2 separate regions of the Mus musculus genome follow, and region 1 is linked to region 2. The links are chromatin contacts, called in public HiChIP or PLAC-seq maps. All regions are on one chromosome and are shown on one strand. The core of a region is the stretch at or near the end of the contact, and the rest is flanking DNA. Distances in the headings are between cores, read along the strand shown.

Evidence for each region. HiChIP or PLAC-seq counts read pairs in DNA pulled down with a chosen protein or histone mark.
Region 1: a contact with region 2 is called in an H3K27ac HiChIP or PLAC-seq map of VIP interneurons, with 6 times the contacts expected there. The contact joins two enhancer-like sites. A contact is called at or near these places in 1 of 39 promoter capture datasets (maxillary cranial neural crest), 2 of 484 Hi-C or Micro-C datasets (cerebellum and cerebral cortex) and 3 of 115 datasets of contacts at active chromatin or transcription factors (VIP interneurons, embryonic forebrain and embryonic limb bud).

The regions. Positions count from the first base shown.
Region 1 is chr13:70,214,369-70,219,666 of GRCm38.p6, reverse strand. No RefSeq gene overlaps it. Among named protein-coding and RNA genes, the nearest start is that of 4930520P13Rik, 16 kb to the left of the region's middle. Within about 2 kb of position 3,241, at least 10 of the 459 cell types and tissues checked have an H3K27ac peak or open chromatin away from gene starts, as enhancers often do. A contact at or near this core is called in VIP interneurons, where this site is marked.
Region 2 is chr13:69,820,663-69,826,013 of GRCm38.p6, reverse strand. No RefSeq gene overlaps it. Among named protein-coding and RNA genes, the nearest start is that of Med10, 13 kb to the right of the region's middle. Within about 2 kb of position 1,898, at least 24 of the 459 cell types and tissues checked have an H3K27ac peak or open chromatin away from gene starts, as enhancers often do. A contact at or near this core is called in VIP interneurons, where this site is marked.

The DNA.
Region 1 (5,298 bases), core at 1,992-4,491, 390 kb before region 2:
TCAAGCACACATAGTGAAGCAAGCATAATGAAAATGTATCACATCAATTTTAAGTGCACGAATAGACGGAAGACTCTCTAGCCAAGGTTGGCCTGGAACCCCTTTACCTGGTGTTCCCGGTTGCCAAGGGTTGCATGCATAGGGTGCTTTTGAAGAATCAGATCTGATGACCGAGATGAGGTGCCACCAAAGACAAGCAGACTTATTAAAGAACATAGTTTGTCGATTGATTCATTTTGCTGTGAAGACAGGAGTCTGGTCTTCTTAGTGGGTGAACAATATTCCCTTACATACACGCATTAGAGCTCACACTCCTCCACTGACAGACACCTGGGCTGGGTCCGAGCCATTGTGTGGACATTTTACAGTAAACTTCCACTCCTTTGGCTTCTGCCTCCATTCCCCTTGGGTGCTCAGTATCTAGCTGGATAATATGATAACCCGCATTGTGTTCTTTAAGGAACCACATCTTATTCTCCACAATTGTCATTAAGACAAAAAAAAAGAAGCCATAAACAGAGATGAGAGCCACATGCTATCTCTCATGTGGGAACTGAAAACCATCAATGTGAGTGATGGGTGGGAAGGATGTGTGAAAGAGGCTAAGGAAGGACAGATGACGAGGAAGGGCTGGATAAGGGAGGGGAGGCTGGGTAAGGAAGGGAGGCTGGGTAAGGAGGGGAGGCTGGGTAAGGTATGGGAGGCTGGGTAAGGAGGGGAAGCTGGGTAAGGAGGGGAGGCTGGGTAAGGAAGGGAGGCTGGGTAAGGAGGGGAGGCTGGGTAAGGAAGGGAGGCTGGGTAAGGAAGGGAGGCTGTATAAGGGAGGGGAGGCTGCTTTACTCACTCTGTGCTATATTTCTACATCAAAATAGTCGAGCAAATCTTTTTTTTTTTTCTGACTAATGAGTGCACATGAGTCTACAGGCTTTCAAATCACAAGCTTAAAGCCCATGCTATTGGTTAAAGAGTAAACAGAGACCTGCATTTGAGGTCAGAAAAATCAGAGTTTCTCAAAAAAAAAAAAAAAAAAAAAAAGGAACCAAGACCACTAACTGCCCATTGGGAAAAAGAAAACAAGATCCACAACTCCCACAGAACAGAAATATGAATTTCAGAGGGTTAAGAAACTGACTGTTGCGGGACAGTGGGGCACACGCCTTTAATCCAAGCACTTGGGAGGCAGAGGCAGGTGGATTTCAGAGTTTGAGGCCAGCCTAGTTTACAGAGTGAGTTCCAGGACAGCCAGGGCTATACAGACAAACTCCGTCTCTAAAAAAAAACCAAAAGGTAAAAAGAAAGAAAGAAAGAAAGAAAGAAAGGAAGAAAGAAAGAAAGAAAGAAAGAAAGAAAGAAAGAAAGGAAGAAAGGAAGAAAGAAAGAAAGAAAGAAAGAAACTGATTGTAGAAAAAGAACACTAGCTCCCCTTCCCACAGTCCCAGAAATCACAAAGTCATTCTTCAGCAATTTGTTCTAAAAATGTAAGCTATTTTGAGGCATATTCTCAAGCAGTAAACAAGCAAGTGAATCTGATCATCTCAAATATATAAAACCCTCCTATTGCAAGCAGCACCATAAATGTTTAACATAAATGACAGGCTGCAGGATTTGTTAGCGTAGATCAGGAGCGGAGAGCTTTTAAAATCAGCAAGCACGACACACAGAAAGGCAACTCAGAGTGGAGATGCGAATATCTATCGCACTCCCAAACATGATCTACACCGTGAATACAAACACGGCCAGTAAGCCAGATGGAAACAGCCACTGTAAGGGGGAGAACAGGCCATGAGGAAGTTCCGTGCTGGCAGGAAGGCTGCAAGACAGGGCTTCTTGGTCCTGCCTGTGGGTGTGGGTGTGGGGGGGGGGGGTCCAGATGCTGCAGGGAATCTGCAGTCAGCACCTTGGGAAGATGGAAACGTGCAGTTCTAGGAGCCAGAATCCCACTCACAGCTATGTAACCCGGGCAAACCATTGTGTGTGCACAGCGGGAGGAAGGGATTCGATTATGCCATCCACATTCCTTTATAACTCAGAAAAGTTGAAGGCAGACAAATGTCTATTCCTTACTTGAGGCTTAGACCAGATGGCAACAAGCGTAATCCTCAGACTCCGTGCCTGTGTTTACCCTCTATATTACTACAGGCACACCCCCAAACAAGATGAAAACGCAGAAGCAAAAGCAGGCACCAAAAACTGTAGAGCCACCCTCACTAATACACACACTTCAGGTTCCTAACACCATGCATCATCTACAACGGAAACTGTGGATACTACAAATGACACATTGTATGTGTAAATTATCAAACACAGAACAGAGCATCTCTGTTTTATTTTCCTGATGTGACATATCTGTTAGTATGGACATTGATGATAGCTGGCACTGATCTTAGGTGTCTTTATGATATTTATATATTTAGAGAGACTGTCATGGGTGAGCACACAAATGCTAACTGCTAATTTTTGGTGTCATAGGAACGGTCTGATTTGTGCAGATCTCTCTCTCTATTTTTTTTTATTTCAAAAATTCAGTGGTGTGTGAAAGGTTGTCTAATGCTTGTCACGATGGCTGGCAGAGCCTACCCTTCTCTATGACGTCTCCATGGCCCTGGATTTGTGCTTTTGATCTTCCGGTTGTCCTTAATAGAACTTCAAAGTCACGTTGGAAGCATTTAAACTATTCAGTGGGCATCTGAAAAGGGCAAACCCAATTGGAATCCTGGGGCTTTAAAATATGTATAGCTTTGATAACATCTCATGTTCATCCAAAGCCTTTCATCCCCAGAATATTAAGTCTCCTAGCATATTAACTGAAGGGTCCAAAGATTCCCCACAAGGCAGGATATTGCCTCCTGTCATTCAGAAAAATCCAAGCAGCCGTAGATTTAGATACTCTTAAAGTCAGAAAAAGGCACAGCCATGCCCCCGGGTTCCCGATATTCCAAATTCTGTAGCCATGTAATTTGGGTCAATTCTCCTCTCTTCATTCATGCCCTGTGCTCATTTTCTTCATTATTCCTGATTAGTTCTCAGTTCCCAGTTCCATGGTAATTTACCATAACACCCCTCAACCCACCACTGCGTTTCCCCTTTAAGCTAAGATTAATTTTATTACAAGAACATGTCTAGAATACTAAGTTTTAGGTCATCGCTGATCTTCAGTGTGGCATTAGGCAATGCTCACTTCTCTGCCTCTGACCTCTAGCCCCCATCCACCTGCCATCGATTTTCCTTGGGAATGAACAGCTCTTCCTTTTGTACTGCAGATGCAGTTGGATCAAATGTAGTTTGGGGGAGGTTGCCATAGAGAGCCGTAAGATCTCTTGCCAGGACAACTGTTTGTAGGTCTGGGAACTGTGAGTGGATGAAACCAGGATTTGACACACAGATTAACCCTATGTATGACTGAAGCTCATTGGACAACATGCCCTTGTTCCTTTGTGCTTTGTACCCCTAAGGCTTGTCTGTGTGCGATTCCCGAGGGTTGTCTGCCCCTCATTTACTTTCCTCGTGCTTTGTATGTAAAATGTCCCCTGCAGACTCACACGTTTAAACACTTGCTCCCTAGATGCTACTGGTATAGCTGGAAGAACTGAATTTTACATGCATTGGCCAACCTGTTTGATTTTGTGTTTCCTGGTTCCCAGAGATGTGACCGGCTGCCTCAAGCTCTGGCTGCCATTCCTTCCCAGCTGGGATGAACTGTCCTTCATATCATGATGCCCAGTAACCCTTTCTTTATGTTGTTTCATGTCAGATGCTTGGCCCTAGAACAAGAAACTCTCAAATACAATGTCCAAGCCTAGAAAAATCCCAGACCATCATCCTCTCTTCTTTTAAATGGAAAAACCATAGACCATAGACCTCTCTTCTTTTAAATGGAAAAACCATAGTTTGGGTTCAGAAACGATATGATGAAAATACTGGGAAGTTTCCAGGATGCACGCGTCCTCGTGTGCAAAGGCATCCTGTGTATAAGCCACGTGATTATCTCTTATATTTTACCATGGCAACAGAGCATGATGCACATTTTGCCAGAAAGCATACTTCACACTTTGAACATTGAATTTTTCCAAGCTTGCAATACAAGGTACAGTTTCCTCAAGATACAGAGAAGCCATGGGACTGACTGCCAGGGGACTCAAGCCACAGACTGTATTGCCAGAAGTCTCAGATACTGGCATTGGAGCATTGCTATGTCATATAGCATTCTGCAAGGCGGTGGCCCAACATTGCACTAATACAGGTATGCCAAAGATGTCAAGACAGGTCGGGCTGAGCTGTGGTGTTCAGTGTAACCTTGTTATCTTCAGTCTGACGTGATTTCACAAGACACAATTCTTTGTGAATGGAGAAGCACCTTCACATACCACCGACTTCAGAGTTCTGTAAGTATTAAGGAGGTTCACATCTATTATCTTTTTTTTTTCTGATTGGTTTAACGGCCATTTCAATTAAGCAAGGGATTACTGTAAACAGATGAAGCAGGACAGAACTGGGACCAGCCACTGTGATATCTACTCCTTGATGCCTGGGCATTGGTCAGTCTTGTTAGCCTGTGAGTTGAGTCGGGCTTTATAGACAGTCGGTGAGCAACTGGAGCGACACAGCCGTCTACAACTATGATTCTTGATCATCCTAGTGATTCTGTGTGGGAGGGGTGTGTATGTGTGTGTACGGCTGGGTGTGTGTGAGTGAACTGTATGAGTGTTTATGTATGTGTAGTGAGTGCGTGTGTGTGTACATGGGCAAGTACATGGGTACATATGTGTATGTGAGTCACTGGCCTGCTTTCTACCTTTCCGCTGCCAATTTTTCACTGTAACAGATGTGCTTTAATGGTCTGGAAACCAGGCTGCAGGTACACAGATATATCCAGCTTCGGCAGATTTCTACGCAAAGCCTAAATAAGCCATTCTGGGCCTGGAAAGTCATCTTGTTTGCCAATTTGAGCAGCCATTGGGCTGTCCCAGGGATCAACAAACTGCATTCTTACACAAAGCATTACCAGCACATACTGGCAGGCTTCGGTGAAATGAGCTACGAGTGAGCCCCATTCCATCCATCAAGCCCATAAACTATAGCAAAGTAGGGCGGAGTGGAGCCTTGGATCAAGCAAACCAACACTGTTTTTATTGTAGTCATGTGTGCTGCCAGACAATCCCCTGGCCTGAGAACTTACACATCAGCAGCTCACGTTATCTGCCCCTAGCACACGCCCTTCCTCCATGTCTCTCTCGTGAAGCACCTGCTGAGCAGTGTGTGACTTACACATGGACAGCCTTGCATACACTCAGGTAGACT
Region 2 (5,351 bases), core at 649-3,148:
AAGTAAACACTGGTCCAAAGGGAACTGAGAGCGGGCTCCCTCTGTGCTGCCTCAGCCAGGTTTCATTTCACAGGATTAATGAGAGGGCATTCCCCGGTAAATATCAAGGGCTTCCTTCCCAAAGTCGCACAGACTCAGCAAACACTCAGCACTGTGCTCATTAACGTCTGTCAATCACTTGAGTTGGTGGGCTCAGGGTTATGCCATGCCCTCCCAGAGAGTCTTGACCACAGACGATGCCTGAGCTGTCACTCTCCTCACAGAAGCAGATACTCTCTGCTCTACCTTCAGAGAAGCAGGGCAGTGTTGCAGATAACAGGGCCACCAGTGCAGCAAGAGGAGACAGTAGTGTCGGCTTCTACATGTGCAAGTATCAGATGAAGCCAGGACTCTCTTCCCTGCCTAAGGTCACATAGTCGTGGGGCCAGCCAATCAGTCAGCATAGTCCCAAGGTTTTCTCCAAACCCTGGACTGGTGATATATGTGTAGAATGGATGATTCCTGGGGTTTAGCCAAGGAAACCATGTCACCTTGGCAACTTCCAGAGCAGTTTTTCATTAGGGCCTTGGGGAGTCCATGACACCAATGTGGATCTCATTCTGGGAAGCTGGGTATGTGTAGCAGGGAAAAGCATCCCTCAGCCAATGGCATGCACATAGGAGCTTATGATGGCTGTCGAGTCAATCCCAACGATAGCATAACATCTCATGGCCGCATTTCCTGGGTGCTGCCCATTGGCCTCGTGAGCTTGAATTTCAGATCTGAATTACAAAGTATCTGCGTTTCTGTAAAAATCAGCCTATTCTGAAGTATGATGAAGTTTGTGCCACTTAATAAATGTGAGGTGCCCAGAGGAAGAAGGCCTGGCCCAGCAAAGACCTTCAGATACCACAGAAGCACAGTCTAGACTGCTTGGAAAGTTCTAGGCCAGTGATCTAAAAAAACAAAGTAAACGTCCCTGAGGAATCAGATGACAGCCAAGGTTGTATGTGTTCTGATACACACACATGCACACACACACATACACACACACACACATAAAACACATACACATAACACACACATACACACCATACACACACACAAACACACATACCACACAGACACACACACCACATGCACAAACACATACACACCACACGCACATACACATCACACCACAGACACACGCACACACAAACACACATACCACACAGACACACACCACTTACACAAATACACACACAGCACACACACACACACACATACACACACACCACACATACACATACACACCACACACACCACACATACACATACACACCACACACACACACATACACACTACACACCACACACACACACACCACCCACCACACACACACCACCACACACACACACACACACACACTGGGAGAAGATGACCCTCAGCACTGTTTCCCAAAGCAAAGCCAGAGGCTCTGTGAGGAAGACTAAACCCCAGGTATGGCTGGACACCTGAATCTGTCTTATTTATTCTAAAGACATCGGAAGTGAAAAAGTGCTGACTGCTGAGCATAACACTGTTCCTTCTGTGTGCTCATCAACAGGAACCTGGAAGGATGCCTCCAGCACTGCTGGTCTCCTGGAGGCACGCATAGTGAGGGAAGAATGGGTCTGGGGTCTGGAACACTGCGTCCTGAATGCCCTTCACGTGCAAAGAGGACGTGTGGAACGGAATTCTCTTCAGCGCAATCTGTCTCTGCCTGGTGTATAAATAGCATTTGTACAAACACTGGTCTACATAAACTCAACAAGAGGAACAATAAAAAACAGGCTCAGATCGATGCCCTGAAAACCGTGCTGGATAAATAGGAGGCTCAGCTCCATGTGCTGACTCAGACCTTGGCTGCTTACTGTGGACAGCTAATAAATGGTTATTAATAAGAGCGGTGAGAACAGCCAGTCGCCGTTTACTCCTGCAACGCAATTAGCTTTCACAGCAGGGTAGGGTGCACGTCGGAACAGTAGCCTTCCGCCTTCGCTCATGCTCCCGACACAGAGCAGCCAGACAGCAGTGGACACAGAAGTCACCCTGCGTCTTGCTTTGTGCCTCTGTATTATAACTCAGTTCCACTCTGGGCCCCAGCTGCTGCTTTGGATGGAAGGGGTGGATGCTGCGTTAATGTCTCTTTGGGACATTGATGCTCCTACCTGCATAACCACGGATTAATAAACAGCACCGCACGAACTGCTTGCCCACGGCCCACCTTAAGATATATATCTCCCCTAGTACTTGGGGGAGGGGGTTAAGGGTGGAGCAATGGGGTGAGGAGGGAGGGTGGAAGGGAGAGTCTCCTCCATTTTTAGTCCCCAGGAGGTCTCTGGAAAGGGCACACAAAAGAGGTTGGGAGAGGAAAAGGACATAGACAAAAGAGCTTAGAGAGAAGGCATGAGACAGTGTGAGACTGCAGATGCTGACAGGGGTGGAGTGGACAGGGGGTTATACAGCCAGAGTCCATCCCTAAGGAAGAGGAAGAAGACACTTCAAACAGCAAGGAAGGGTGTTCAGCAAGACACAGTGGCTGAAGAAAAGAGAGGGAAGTTTACCAGGTCCAACTCTGGAAAGCCCACTGAAACACTGTGGGCTAGCCTCTGGCTTTCCCCACTCACCAGCCCAAGGAGTCAGGAAGCTCTTTGCAATGTTATACCTCCAAGGTATTCCCCTGCCCCAGACTCAGAAGGCCCACACCCTGCTTGCTTTCTGTCTGATTGTACCTTGCCTCGGGCAGCATCTGTGCTCCTGACTTAGGGCTATGATTGGCACAAACAAAGGTGAAGGCAGCCTGGAAAGGTAGAGACTGGCCAAAGTCTGTCTGTTTCTGCTACCAGGAGGAGGCCTGGAGGACAGAATACCTCTGCCCTCCCTTGCACTCCGTGAGCCATGGGCTGCTGCGTGAACACAATGCATGTGGAAGACCCTAGGCTGGGCACCTGCTGTGTTTCTTTTCATTTCCATGTGTGTATGTGTGTTGTACATGTGTGTGTGTGTGTGTGTGTGTGTGTGTGTGTGTGTGTGTGTGTTCGCACGCGCGTGCATGTGTGCACATGCGCGCACGCATGCTCACATGTGTATAGGTGCATGAGTGTGCAGGTTGATGTCCACGTATGTTGATTGTGTGGAGACTGAGGCTGGCATGGGGAGTCTTCTCTGACTGTTCTCTACCTCATTCACTGAGACATAAACTATCGTGCTAGGCAGCTTGCCCTGAAATCTCCCGTCAACCTTGTGAGACGGACCAGCCACAGCACAGACTAGGCATTCGGCATTCCAGTCCTCAGGCCTGTTGACCCCCACTGTGTTTCTCCTCAAGCCCCCGCATGAAGCTTTTCACTCCCCCAAACCTTCACAGACACTGCTCCTGAATCTGTCATAAACAGCCTTTGCCCAAGTCAGGTTGAGAGTACCATCCCCAAACACACCTCAGACCTGGACATGGCTCCCTGCAGAGGAGTCCTCCTGTCCTCACACAGTACGAAGCCACCTTAACTGCTGGTCAGGGAGGGAGGGAGGCATCAGGAAGTGAGATGATCGGGAAATCCCCAGGAATCAACTGCAGGAGCAAAAGGACCAATGCACAACTGGGGCAGAAGCAAGAGGACCAAGTGCTGAGGAGGCACCTGCACACAGAAGGGATGGAGAAGGGGCTCAGCTGAACCTGAGAAGACCAACAATGTGGCAGGGTTGGAGACCCCCACGGTGGTGGCCCCCCTAAGCTACTACTCTGCTGATGGCTGATCCTGAACCAGACAGTGCTGTAAACAAACACCAGAAATCAATATTCCATCAGTGGCCCCTTGTCTCCTCAGTCTGTGCTCACAAGGGCCTCTCGTGTTCAGTAGCAGCGGCTGCCATCCTTCCGGTCCTCATTACCATGGAGGATCTGTCATAAAAAACCAACAGGCACTACACCCCTGTGACCCCAGGTGTCTGCATCCAGACCACAGCCATGCCAGTCTGTCTCCTTCCTGCCTCACAGTTCATGCTGTGCTGAATTAGGAAAATAACACAGCAACCTGTGTACCAGCTTGTAGATGGCATCTCCTGGCATCTTGGGACCCACACAGCATCATCCTCACCTCACAGAGCCAATGCTGTGTCCAGCCTGTGGGTTGGTTGGGTGTGTGATGTGAAAAAAATTGTCCAACAATATCTCTGTGAAACAGGGCCAGCCTTCACTCAAGAGAAAGGTGAAGGAAGCAGAAAGGCCAATCAGGCATCTGTTGCCATTGATTGATGGATGCTAATGAGACACTAGAAAGGAGTGGGGTCAGCCTGCCCTCCTGCTATCCTGTGTGTGTGTTCTCCAGTGAAAGCAGCCCCAGGTGAATGCTGACTAAAGCCTGCAGCACCTCCATGCTCTGCACAGGCCACTCCCCTCAGCAAGCCGCCTCCCCTCAGCAAGTTGCCCCACTCAACAGACCTCACAACAGGACCACATCATTAATCCTTTCTCTGAGAACCAATGTGATGAGGTCTCAGGCACCTAGCCAAGCTGGGCAAGCTTTTACTGGTAACCCCCAGATCAAGACCGGAGTGTAATAAATAAGAGAGTTACAGTTTAGCAAAAGCTCAAAGACTCACCAGGAAATGCAGCTGGTGCTGTCAGTGTGTGGGGCTCCTAAGCCCAGGCGTGGCTGTGACTCTCAGGTGGGTGGGGCCTGTGGGGTTCCTTGCAGGTAGTGGAACATTTGAATTGAGCCTCCAGTTTCTACCATTACAGCTTGTGCCATCACACACTTTGTTCTCTTCAGTCTTGGTCTAGCTTCTTGTGACAGACTTCATACCCCTGGAGACATCAAGTAACAGAAACTCTGTCTTGCTTCTGGAGGCCAGCAGTGTACCCTCAACACTCAGTAGGCTGTGCTCTGTAAATGCACTAGCAGAGTCCTACCCTGGCTTGAGGGTGCTCATCTGTTTCACCTTCTCTTGATAGAAGCCATTAGGTTTGTGGCAGGCCCTGTCCTAGACTGACCTCATTTAACTTAATAATTGTGTCAAGCTACAGCTTCTAATGTTCATCGTGTTCTGAGGTTTTAGGTGGACTTGAGTTTGATGGAGATGTTGCTATTCAACTGAGTACAAAGGAAAATCCACCATCATCTGCAGCCTCCATTCCACAACCCTCCTAAAAGACTGGATAACTATACATGCATATACATACACACAGAGAGCAAGTAAGCATGCACTTATATGTTCGTGTACATACATATAAAGACATGCCAACAGAGCAAGCTCATGAATGCATACATGTTTATGTGTGTGCATTTGTCCACAGAAAGTAAGCATTTGAACATATGTTCATGGACATATACATACAAGATCATGACTA